3 separate regions of the Pan troglodytes genome follow, and regions 2 and 3 are each linked to region 1. The links are chromatin contacts, called in public HiChIP or PLAC-seq maps. All regions are on one chromosome and are shown on one strand. Each heading gives the region's core, a stretch centred on a gene start, on an enhancer-like site or on the middle of the called end of the contact. The rest is flanking DNA. Distances are from core to core; before and after follow the strand shown.

What was found. HiChIP or PLAC-seq counts read pairs in DNA pulled down with a chosen protein or histone mark.
Region 2: an H3K4me3 HiChIP or PLAC-seq map of stem cell-derived excitatory neurons shows a contact between it and region 1, with 4 times the contacts expected there. The contact joins the promoter of PRXL2B here to the promoter of PEX10 in region 1. A contact is called at or near these places in 1 of 7 Hi-C or Micro-C datasets (stem cell-derived neural progenitor cells) and 1 of 1 datasets of contacts at active chromatin or transcription factors (stem cell-derived excitatory neurons).
Region 3: a contact with region 1 is called in an H3K4me3 HiChIP or PLAC-seq map of stem cell-derived excitatory neurons, with 4 times the contacts expected there. The contact joins the promoter of FAAP20 here to the promoter of PEX10 in region 1. A contact is called at or near these places in 1 of 7 Hi-C or Micro-C datasets (stem cell-derived neural progenitor cells) and 1 of 1 datasets of contacts at active chromatin or transcription factors (stem cell-derived excitatory neurons).

Annotation. Positions count from the first base shown.
Region 1 is chr1:229,576,582-229,579,634 of NHGRI_mPanTro3-v2.0_pri, forward strand. It overlaps PEX10 (peroxisomal biogenesis factor 10), which reads left to right and starts at 1,754. Exons shown (of 6, transcript XM_063806042.1): 1 at 1,754-3,053.
Region 2 is chr1:229,396,554-229,399,823 of NHGRI_mPanTro3-v2.0_pri, forward strand. PRXL2B (peroxiredoxin like 2B) reads right to left here and starts at 1,823. Exons shown (of 7, transcript XM_001151207.5): 1 at 1,602-1,823; 2 at 1,255-1,459; 3 at 758-809; 4 at 97-160. The coding sequence starts at 1,754.
Region 3 is chr1:229,805,981-229,809,501 of NHGRI_mPanTro3-v2.0_pri, forward strand. It overlaps FAAP20 (FA core complex associated protein 20), which reads left to right and starts at 1,736. Exons shown (of 4, transcript XM_016952481.3): 1 at 1,736-1,841; 2 at 2,411-2,546; 3 at 2,634-2,905. The coding sequence starts at 1,780.

The DNA of each region.
Region 1 (3,053 bases), core at 504-3,003:
GGGAAAGCAGTCCTGAGCCAGGACAGCGGTGGGGGATGCCTCCTAGAGCAGGCCCTCCCGTCAGGGGCCCATCCTAGAACCCAGTGTGAATCCAAAGGAGCCGAAGCCTCCTCCTCAGAATCAGACGTGGAGCCATGAACCCAGGGGCCAGAGCGGCAGCTCAAACTGTTATCTAAGCATTGACCAGAACACATGATCACCTCAGCGGCTCCACGTGGGCGATGCCAGGTTGCCTGGTCCACGGATGAGGGGTTCAGCCCAAGGTGCTCAACCCAATCAGAGGGCAGGCTCTGTGTCCAGGAGACATGGGTGCACCCGCGGGGTCAGAACTCCAAAGGGGCGCGGGGGCGCTGGGAGGTTTGGTAGCCAGAGGGCCTGCGGGGCGGGGCCACCCAGGCCATGCCCCTTCCCTGTAAGAGGGGCCATTCCTGCAGGGTGGGGCTCTGGCTTTGTGACTGGGCTGTGCCAGTCTGGGCATGATCCCACAGCTGAGCTCCTGTAGATGGAACCAGAGGTGAGGCAAGGAACTGGAGGCCCTCCCCACTGAGGTCAGCGGGGCGCAGACGCCCCCTTGTCGTGCCCTGCCTTCCTCCTGCAATCCTGCAGGACTCTCCAGGGCCCAGTGCTGCCCTTGGGGCCAAAAAACAGGGCCTTCTCCTTCACCTGCCCTGCAGCCATTCAGGTATGTGCCAGGCATCTCCTGCCCTCCCTGGCCAGGCGGCCCCAGAGGCACAGGCCGCAGACACCGCAGGCGACCTGCGCGGGCCTCCAGTTCCCGCCCCAGCCCTTCCCGCCCCCAGCTCAGGGCAGGTCCAGCTGTGGCCAGCGGCTGGGGAAGGTTCTGTCCCCTCCAGGTGTGCGGCCTTGGCAAGTGCTTCAGGCCTCCCTCCGCTCGTCCCCTGGGAGCAGAGGGATCGGAGCGCCTGCGATGTGGTTCCCCAGAGCACCTGCGGGGCTCAGGCCAGGCAGGGTGGAGGGTGGAGGGTGGAGGGTGGAAGGCCACCTTCCGCCCGCCCTGGAACCACGCGGCGGCCTCCCGGCTGCCCCCCACCCGCCAGGCCCTGCCTCCCGTGGGCACCAGGGGGGCGTCCACAACAAGCCGGCCGTGTGCTTTTCGCTCAGGATTACTGGGGAAGGCGGCTGCTCGGGGCCTGGAAGGTCCCGGGTCTCGCCTCGTGCCCCTCTGGCCCCCAAACCGACCGGCTCCCCGGAACTGGCCAACCCGCGCTGAGAGCCCGCGCAGCTCAGAGGGCGCGAGGGCGGGACCGCCGCGGCCGGCGCTGGGAGCTCGGCTTCCCGGAGACCCAAGCGAAAGCCTCCGTCTCCCCAGCCGTAAATGGGCCTGCAGCGTCTCCACTCCGCAGCGCTGTCCCCAGTGGGAGGGCGGCCCGTGGACGTGCAGGGAGCAGAGCAGGGGCCCCTGGCAGCGTAGGACCCCGGGGGCGCCGCAGCCACGCGGCCGCGAGCCCGTCCCGCTGCCTCGCCAGCGCCCCTCGCGCGTGCCCCGCCCCCACCTCGGCTCGCGGGCCCCGCCCCGCTCCGCCCCGCCCTGCGCCTCCGACTATCTTCCCGCTGCCCCGCCCCGCGCTGCGCTGGTTCGGACTCCAGCCCCGCTTCCGCCCGGGCCCTGGCCCCGCCTCCAGCCCCAGTCCGGCCCCGCCCCAGCACCTTGACGCAGAGGTCTGCGCCGCACGCAGAGCCACGTCGTGCCGTCATCAGTTCTCGCCCGTCTGGGCGTGGGCGTGGCCGGCGTGGCTTCTCGGGACCACCCGAACCCGCGGCCATGGCCCCGGCCGCCGCCAGCCCCCCGGAGGTGATCCGCGCGGCGCAGAAGGACGAGTACTACCGCGGTGGGCTGCGGAGCGCGGCGGGCGGCGCCCTGCACAGCCTGGCGGGTGAGGGCCGGGCGCGGCCGGACGTCCTCGCGAGCGGCCCAGGGGGTGTTGCCCCTCATGGAGGCGGGGTGTCTGCCGTGTGTGGTCACGGTCGCCTGGGCCCGTCCCACAACCTGGGACCCGGCAGTCTCCTTCGCCTGCCCTGCGGCCATTCAGGGATGTGCGGGGCACCTCCTGCCCTCCCTGACCAGGTGGCGCCAGAGGCACAGGCCGCAGACACCGCGGGGGACCTGCGTGGGCCTCCAGTTCCCGCCCAAGCCCTTCCCGTCCCCAGCTCAGGGCAGGTCCAGCTGACGCCAGTGGCTGGGGAAGACTCTGTGCCCTCCAGGTGTGAGGCCTTGGCAAGTGCTTCAAGCCTCCCTCCGATCCTCCCCTGTGAGCAGACGGGTCAGAGCGCCCGCGGCGCGAACGCCTCATACCTCGGTCCCGTTCACACTGACCCCGGCCTTTCCTAGGCCTGAGCAGCAGCCCAGGCCCCTCGCCCTGCTGACCGCAGTGTAGGCTCAGCCAGGCCCTGCCTGCCTCACCAGGCCGTGAGCTGAGTACGGAAGCCAGTGTACTCAATGAAGCAGCACCTGTCATCCCAGCAGTTTGGGAGGCAGAGGCGGGAGGATCGCTTGAGCCCAGGAGTTTGAGACCAGCCTGGGCAACATGGCAAGACCCCGTCTCTACAAAAAATCTGAAAATTAGCCAGACGTGGTGGCGGCATCTGTAATCCCAGCTCTTCAGGAGGCTGAGGCAAGAGAATCGCCTGAGCCCGAGGGATGAGGCTGCAGTGAGCCATGATTGTGCCGCTGCACTCCAGCCTGGGCGACAGGGCCAGACCCCATCACCGATTAAAAAACGAAAAAAAAAAAGATGCCAGGTGTGGTGGCTCACGCCTGTAATCCCAGCACTTTGGGAGGCCGAGGCGGGTGGATCACTTGAGGTCAGGAGTTCGAGACCAGTCTACGCAACATGGTGAAACCCCATCTCTACTAAAAATACAAAAATCAGCAGGGCGTGGTGGCGCGTGCGTGTAATCCCAGCTACTTGGGAGGCTGAGACAGAATCACTTGAACCCGGGAGGTGGAGGTTGCAGTAAGCCAAGATCGTGCCACTGCACTCGTCTGGGCAACAGAGTGAGACTCCATCTCAAAAAAAAAAGGCAAAGCCATC
Region 2 (3,270 bases), core at 573-3,072, 180 kb before region 1:
CTGTCAGGAGTGGGCACAGCCTGAGTCAATCCTAGAGGAAAGGCTCCTGGGAGCTCCCACCACCCCCCGGCCTGTACACCCTTGACCCACACAAACCTTGGCAGCCACATCACGCACGGGCTTCCCCAGAGCTGCTGGGAGGATGCTCAGGCTGTTGTACCTGCGAAGACACCAGGTCGCTTGGCCAGACTCCGGAGAAGCCTGGGTCCAGAGCCTGCTCCAGTGTCCATGAGACCAGTTCCTAGGTCAGGCCCCACCCCACCCACCCGCCTCACCAGGGCTCAGAGATGGCACAGGCGACCAGATCAGTAGCCAGCCCAGCCCACCGGCAGGTTGGACACCGAGCCCAGCGGCTGCTAGCCGAGGGCCCACAGAGGGTGCAGGGAGCATGCATGGGGCCCCAGGCTGGGTGTGCCCAGGGATCTGGCTCAGCTGGCAACTGCCAAGCAAAGGAAGCAGCCTGTGGCACAGACACCAGAAAGCTAGGATGGCCCCTGATGGGGCACGAGGCTCCACCCCACGAGGTGGTCTGGACACCGAGAGTAAGCCCCGGAAGAGGTGGCTCATTACAGTCACCCAGCACCCAAGAGAAGGCCTGGCAGAAGGGCTGGTCAACAGTGCCACCAGAGCCGCCTTGCCCAGGAAGGCCCGAGTGGACAGCACCACAGCGGGCAGCAGGGAGAGGAGGTGGCAGGGAGTGGTGGGCACCCCTGGGTCCCCCACCCCACGCTACCCAAGGGTGCCCGCCCCCACTCACCGCTTGAAGCCTAGCTCCTTGTAAAGCTGCTTGCTCTCATCCAGGTAGAGCTCTGGAAAGCGGAAGCCACATGTGTGTGCCCCAGGAGCAGAACCAGCCCCCAACCCACTCACCACCAAGAATCGCCCTCCTCCTTCCGACCCTCTGTTCCTCTGCCCACCCTCCGTGCTCAGCCCACCCCCGCAGGGCCGGGAGGGGTAAAACGGGGCTGAGTGTCCCCCCTCCCCTCAGAAGAGGGGCTGAGTCCCAGAGGCAACAGGTGGAGCCGGCGGGGCAGAGCTCGTCCAGACTCTGCTGCTGGGCCCAGGTCTGTGCAGGGCACCACCCAGCCACCAGCTGCGGGGCGGGGAGGCAGGGAGAGATGAGGGACGCTGACCCGTGGGCATATCAAGGCCGCTCCAGCAGACAGAAGGGCCGGGGTTGGGCAAGAAAGGGCCCCGAACGCCCTGAGCTTAGGGAAGGGTATCTGCGCCGCCGCGGCGGGGAACAGGACGCACCTCCCTTGAAGTAGTCGCCGTCCAGGAACTCCTGCAGACCCAGGGCCTCGGGCCCTACGCCCACCAGGCGCACGCCGTGCTGGTCCAGGAGTCCAGCAAGGCTGCTGAGGTCCTGGGCGATCCAGCGGCACACCACGCACCCGAAGCGCCGCAGCCCGGCCACCACGCACGCGCGCTCCCGCCACAGGCTCCGCAGCTCCACGGCCTGCCGGGCGGCTGGGTCATGGGCGCGCCCCGTTGCCCCCAGCCCCGCCCCAGCCCCGCGGCCCCCACCACCCCATCGCTGCCAGGACGCCCGGGCAAGGAGCCAGGGACGCGCCCACCGCCCTGCGTCCACCCGGCCTCACCTCCCCGGTCACCGCATGCTTCAGGATGCACGCGCCCACGCGGGCAAGGTCCACCGTGCTCATGGCGGCCGCTGCCAGCCCTGGTTCCCGGCTCCCTGACTCCCGGTTCCCCGCTCCCGGCTCCTCGCTCCTGGATCCCCGCTCCCGGCTCATAGATCCAGCCCCAAGCCCCGCCCCGAGATGCCCCGGTCCCGCCTCTCTCGCTGCCGCCGAGGCCCCGCCCCTTCGGGCTCGTCTCCGCCCCGGGCCCGCCCCCAAGATGGCCGCAGCGCGCCCCGGCCACGCCTCTGGCCACGCCCCCGACCGCGCCCCGAGCCCTGCTCCGCCCCCTCGGATTCGCCCCTAGTCCCGCCTTGTTTCCCCTCCTACTCCAGGCTAAGCCTCGAGATCGCGGCGCCAAATCCCGGGTCCGCGTGCTTGGGTCCCTCCCGCCTCCTCAATCCGGGCCTTGCGGGACAGTTGCTGTCCCGCGTCCCGGTCCCGCCCCTAGCCCCGCCTTTCCGTTGGGCCGCCGACTTGGACCACGTCGGCCATTGGCGCAGCAGGCGGAGCTGGGCGGTGCGGCCCTCGGTGCGCGGTGCGCCTGTGCGGAATGCGGCGGGAGGCGGGCAGCCGGCTCGGGGTGGTCCCGGGGGGCGCCGGGGAGCGGCTGGGTACGGTGGGCCCAGGGGTGGTCCAGGGAGCGGCGGGGGTCTCCCTGCGGCCTCGCGCGAGACTGGGCTGGACTCAGGGTTGAGGGGAGAGGGTGAGCGCAGGGGTCGCGGGCATAGGGGACCGCGGGCCGGGGTCTCCCGCGGGGCGGGGATCCCAGCAGTGGGATGGGGGGGGGTGGTGCGAGGGCTTAGCCTTTCCACGTGGCCTGGTTTTCGCTTGAAAATCCCCGCAAATGCGGCAGCATCTCAATTATACATGGACGCGATGTCTTTAATCATAAAATACTGTTCATATCGTGCCGGTTGCATATCAGCTTTTAACTCGCCAAACCTTGGGGCGAAATAGACCCCGGGGAGATAAGCACAGCTCCCAGAAGTGCACTGCGGGTCAGGTGCCTGGCAGATGCGTCCTGTTCCTCCCCGACTGCAGCCCTGTGATAGCTTTTGTCACCGAGTTGGGGTGAGGGCTGGGTCACAGCTTTACCCGGCCTGGGCTCCCACCTGGGCGGGCCCAGCCTGGCAGAGTCTGTGCTGCTGGCACGGGTCCTCACTCCCCAGGCCCCAGGACAGCTCCAGGGGCCTGGGCGGGCTGGAGAAGGAAGGGGGAGCCCCCACACTGTATTCCAAATAAAGGGAGGCCCGGGGGGGTGCTGCTGCTTCGCCTGTGCCCTCGCCCTGGGGTGGTGAAGGTCCAGACTGGGAAACGGAAGTCGTTACTATGTCAGAAAGGGCAAAAAGCAAAACGAGGAAGGGGAAGCACGAGGAGGGAGAAGCTGTGGCAGCTCCAGAGCCCAGGAGTGCAGCCCCCAGAGACCAGGACTACCCCTCTACCGTCTCGGGCTGTGCAGGAGGGGCCTTCTACCCTCTGGAGTTGTGCAGGAGGGGGCCCCTCTACCATCTGGGGCTGGGCAGGAAGGGCCCCCCCCCCCCCCACCGTCTCAGGCTGTGCAGGAGGGGGCCCCTCTACTGTCTCGGGCTGTGCAGGAGGGGGCCCCTCTATCTTCTGGGGCTGTGCT
Region 3 (3,521 bases), core at 486-2,985, 230 kb after region 1:
GATCTTGGCTCACTGCAGCCCCCACCTCCCTGGGCTCAGGTGATCCTCCCACCTTAGCCACCCAAGTAGGTGGGACCACAGGCACATGCCACCATGCCCAGCTAATTTTTTATTTATAGAGACAAGGTCTTGCCATGTTGCCCAGGCTGGTCTCAAACTCCTGGGCTCAAGCAATCTGCCTGCCTGGACCTCCCCAAGTCCTAGAATTACAGGCATGGGCTGCTGGGCCTGGCCTTTTCTCCTGTCTTGGGAGGCTGGGACCAGTCTTCCTGGAAGTACCCAAGGCCCTCCTGCAGACCATGGTGACATTTCCAGGAAAGACCCAGAAGCTCGGAGCTGAAGCCAGGGCAGCCAGGACTGTCGGGGAGCCCTGGACACTGGCTGTCTGAGAGCGCTTGGTCAGCTGGCACCTGCCATTTGCTGGACGTGGGGCTGCGGAGACCCCACGGCTGGGCTTCTCTCGCCTGAGAGCAGGCCCAGCCACAGGCTACCTCCCACAGGGCCCCCTGAGACCACACTGCCTGCAGCAGCTCCCCCAGGCCCCCTCCCCCTGCCCGGGCAGCACTCAGCACTGCATCTCCATCTGCTCACTCAAGTCGCAGGGCCTGGGGGTTGGTGCCTCCATCTTGTTCTGCTGGGGGCCTCCCGCATCTAGAGCAGGAACGTGTGCGGAAGAAAACCACTCATGCAGGGAGAGGGGGACCTCCCAGTCCAGGCCCTGCTGCTGACCCTTTCCCTGAACACCAACCCATGGCCTCCAGGCTGGGGCCCCTTGAAGGACGGTGGGCCACTCGGGTGGCCTGGGTTCAGGGCCGGGCTCCACAGCTGAGTTCTGGAGGGAGGGCACAGACGACTGGGGGCTGGGAGGGGCCAGGTGAGGGGTAGGAACAGCCAGGGAGCCCTGCAGGAGGGGTGCCCAGCATAGCCCCAAAGCTTCTGGGGCTGGGCAGGGCAGAAACTGCCAAGGAGTCCCAGAGCCCCGAGTGGCGTCTGGTGAGGGCCCCTGACCCTGATCTCTGTAGACCCCACTCCTTCCGTGAGGGTGGCAGCCACTCCAGGGCCCAGCAGGGCCGAGGGAGAGGCAAGTGGCCTGGGCCCATGGGGCACTGGGCACAGCCAAGTGTGGCACCAGGGTGCCTGGGCAGCTGCTGCCACCACGTGGCCGACTTTGAGGTCGCAGAGCCCGGGGTCCAGGCAGGAAAGCCCCTCAGCTGCCCCCAGGGCCCTGGCCCAGGCCCCTGGCCCAGGCCCCTGAGGCCCAAGTGAGTCACCTGGACTTTGTCACTTCGCCTCTGGTTTCTTGGTTAAGGAGCTTGAGTTCCCCGCCTTTTGTAAAGAAACGGTGGTGGCGACGGCGGATTTCAAGCTTTATTTACTCCTGGAATGGTCCTGGGAGGAGAGGCGGCTCCGCAGAGCCGGAAACGGGGGCGGGAGCTGTTGGGTGCAGCCGGGAGGAGGCAGGTGCCGGGGCGGGCCGGGCAGCCATCGGGGTAACGGAGGGGGCTCCGGCCCGGGGGCTGCCCGGACGGGAAAGGGGACACGGGCGGGGCTCCCCCACCTGGGCCCCCCACCCTCACGCCAGGCCCCCCTGTGCGGTGCAGGACGAAGGAACCCTGGCCTCAGTTTCCCTACAGGCTGGGATCAGGGCCCCTGGGGTTCCGACTGCCTCGGAGGGGGGCGGCCTCACTGCAGAGGTCTGGAGGAGGGGCCTGGGGCGGGGGCGGGGCCTGGAGGGGCGGGGGCGGGGCTTGCGCTCACTTCCGCCCGGCGCGGGCTTGGATGGAGGCGGCGCGGAGGCCGCGGCTGGGGTTGAGCCGCCGGAGGCCGCCCGCGGCGGGCGGGTGAGGCCGGGGGCCGGGCGGGGGCGCGGCCGGTTTTCCCGCTCCCACGTGCTTCCCGGCGCCCCCGCGGGCCTCCCGCTCTATTCGTCCCGTGGGGAGGGCTCCCTGCCCCCGGGCCCGGCCCCCACGCCCGTCGCCCCACCCCGCGCCGCCATTCAGCGCCCGCCTTGAGCCCCCACCCCACCTCGAGCTTCCCCCGCGCCGCCCCAGGCCCTCCCGCGCCTCTCCCATCATCGCGTCTCCCCTGAGCACCCCCCCATCTAACCCTCTATCTTCCCCAGGCCCTCCGCAATCTCCCCAACCATCGCCTCATCCCGCTGAGGACCCCATATTTCCACCCACCCACCCCGCTCCCCCACCCCCAGTACCCCTCATCTCCGCACTGTCTGCCCCAGCAGCCCTTCCCCCAACCCTGCCGGCCACCTCCCGCACCATCGAATTTCCCTCTAGTACCCCCCATCTCCCCGCTGTCTCTGCCCCAGGCCCTCCCGGGTCTCCCCCACCATAGCGTTTCCCCTACTGAGTACCCCCTGTCTGCCTTCTCTGTCTGCCCCCTCTGTCTGCCCCAGGCCTTCTGGCGGCCGCCCCTGGTTTCTCCTGGGGGGTGAGGAGCGGGAGCGGCTCTGGGCCGAGCTACTGCGCACGGTGAGCCCGGAGCTGATCCTGGATCACGAGGTGCCTTCACTGCCCGCCTTCCCAGGACAGGTGTGCCCACCGGGCCCATCGTAGCGGTGGAGGGGTTTCCAGGGCGGGAGCCACCGCTGGGCAAGGCCCAACAACTCTGTGTTGCAGGAGCCCAGGTGCGGCCCGGAGCCCACTGAAGTCTTCACTGTCGGAACCAAGACCTTTTCCTGGACACCCTTTCCGCCGGACCTGTGGGGCCCGGGCCGTTCCTACCGGCTGCTTCACGGGGCAGGAGGGCACCTGGAATCCCCCGCCAGGTCCCTGCCCCAGCGCCCGGCACCTGATCCCTGCAGGGCCCCCAGGGTGGAGCAGCAGCCGTCTGTGGAGGGTGCCGCGGCCCTGCGCAGCTGCCCCATGTGCCAGAAGGAGTTCGCCCCCAGGTGAGTAGGCCACCCCTGCGCCCGGCCCGGTTGTCCATCTGTGTTTGGAAACCACAGCCGTTCAGAAGGTCAAGAGGTGGCCGAGCTCAGCGCTGGCTTTTAAAGCCCTGTTTCACACTGGAAAGGTGGCCCAGTGCTGTGGCCTGGCATGTCCAGGTGGCTCTCTGTCACGGGTCTGGGGTCCACCTGCTTGCCGTGCTCTGTGGGCAGGGCAGGCTGGGGGCCCACAGAACAGCACAGAAGGAAGGCTGGGCGCACTGGCCCCGGGTCCACCTGGCCATCCTGGAATCTGGTGGCACCAGCGTCCCCAGGCCCAGAGCACAGGAACACCTTCCCGAGAGTGGGTCATGGGTTTTAAAAATGAAGATCATCTTTTTTGTCTGGAGATGCTTTTTCTTATTTTTGAAACCCAATGTATATTTTTATGTATTTTTTAAGTAAAGGGGAATGGAACCCAGTTTTGCTAACAAGATAACCCAAACTGCCCAGTGCCTGGCCTTGTGTCTGGCGACCTCTGGGCCCTTGGCCTCCGGAGCAGGTACTGGGGCTGGGGTGGTGTGAATGATGCTGGTTTGTAACTTTTGGTTGAGTTAATGGGCGGCAGGTTTCAGAGCTT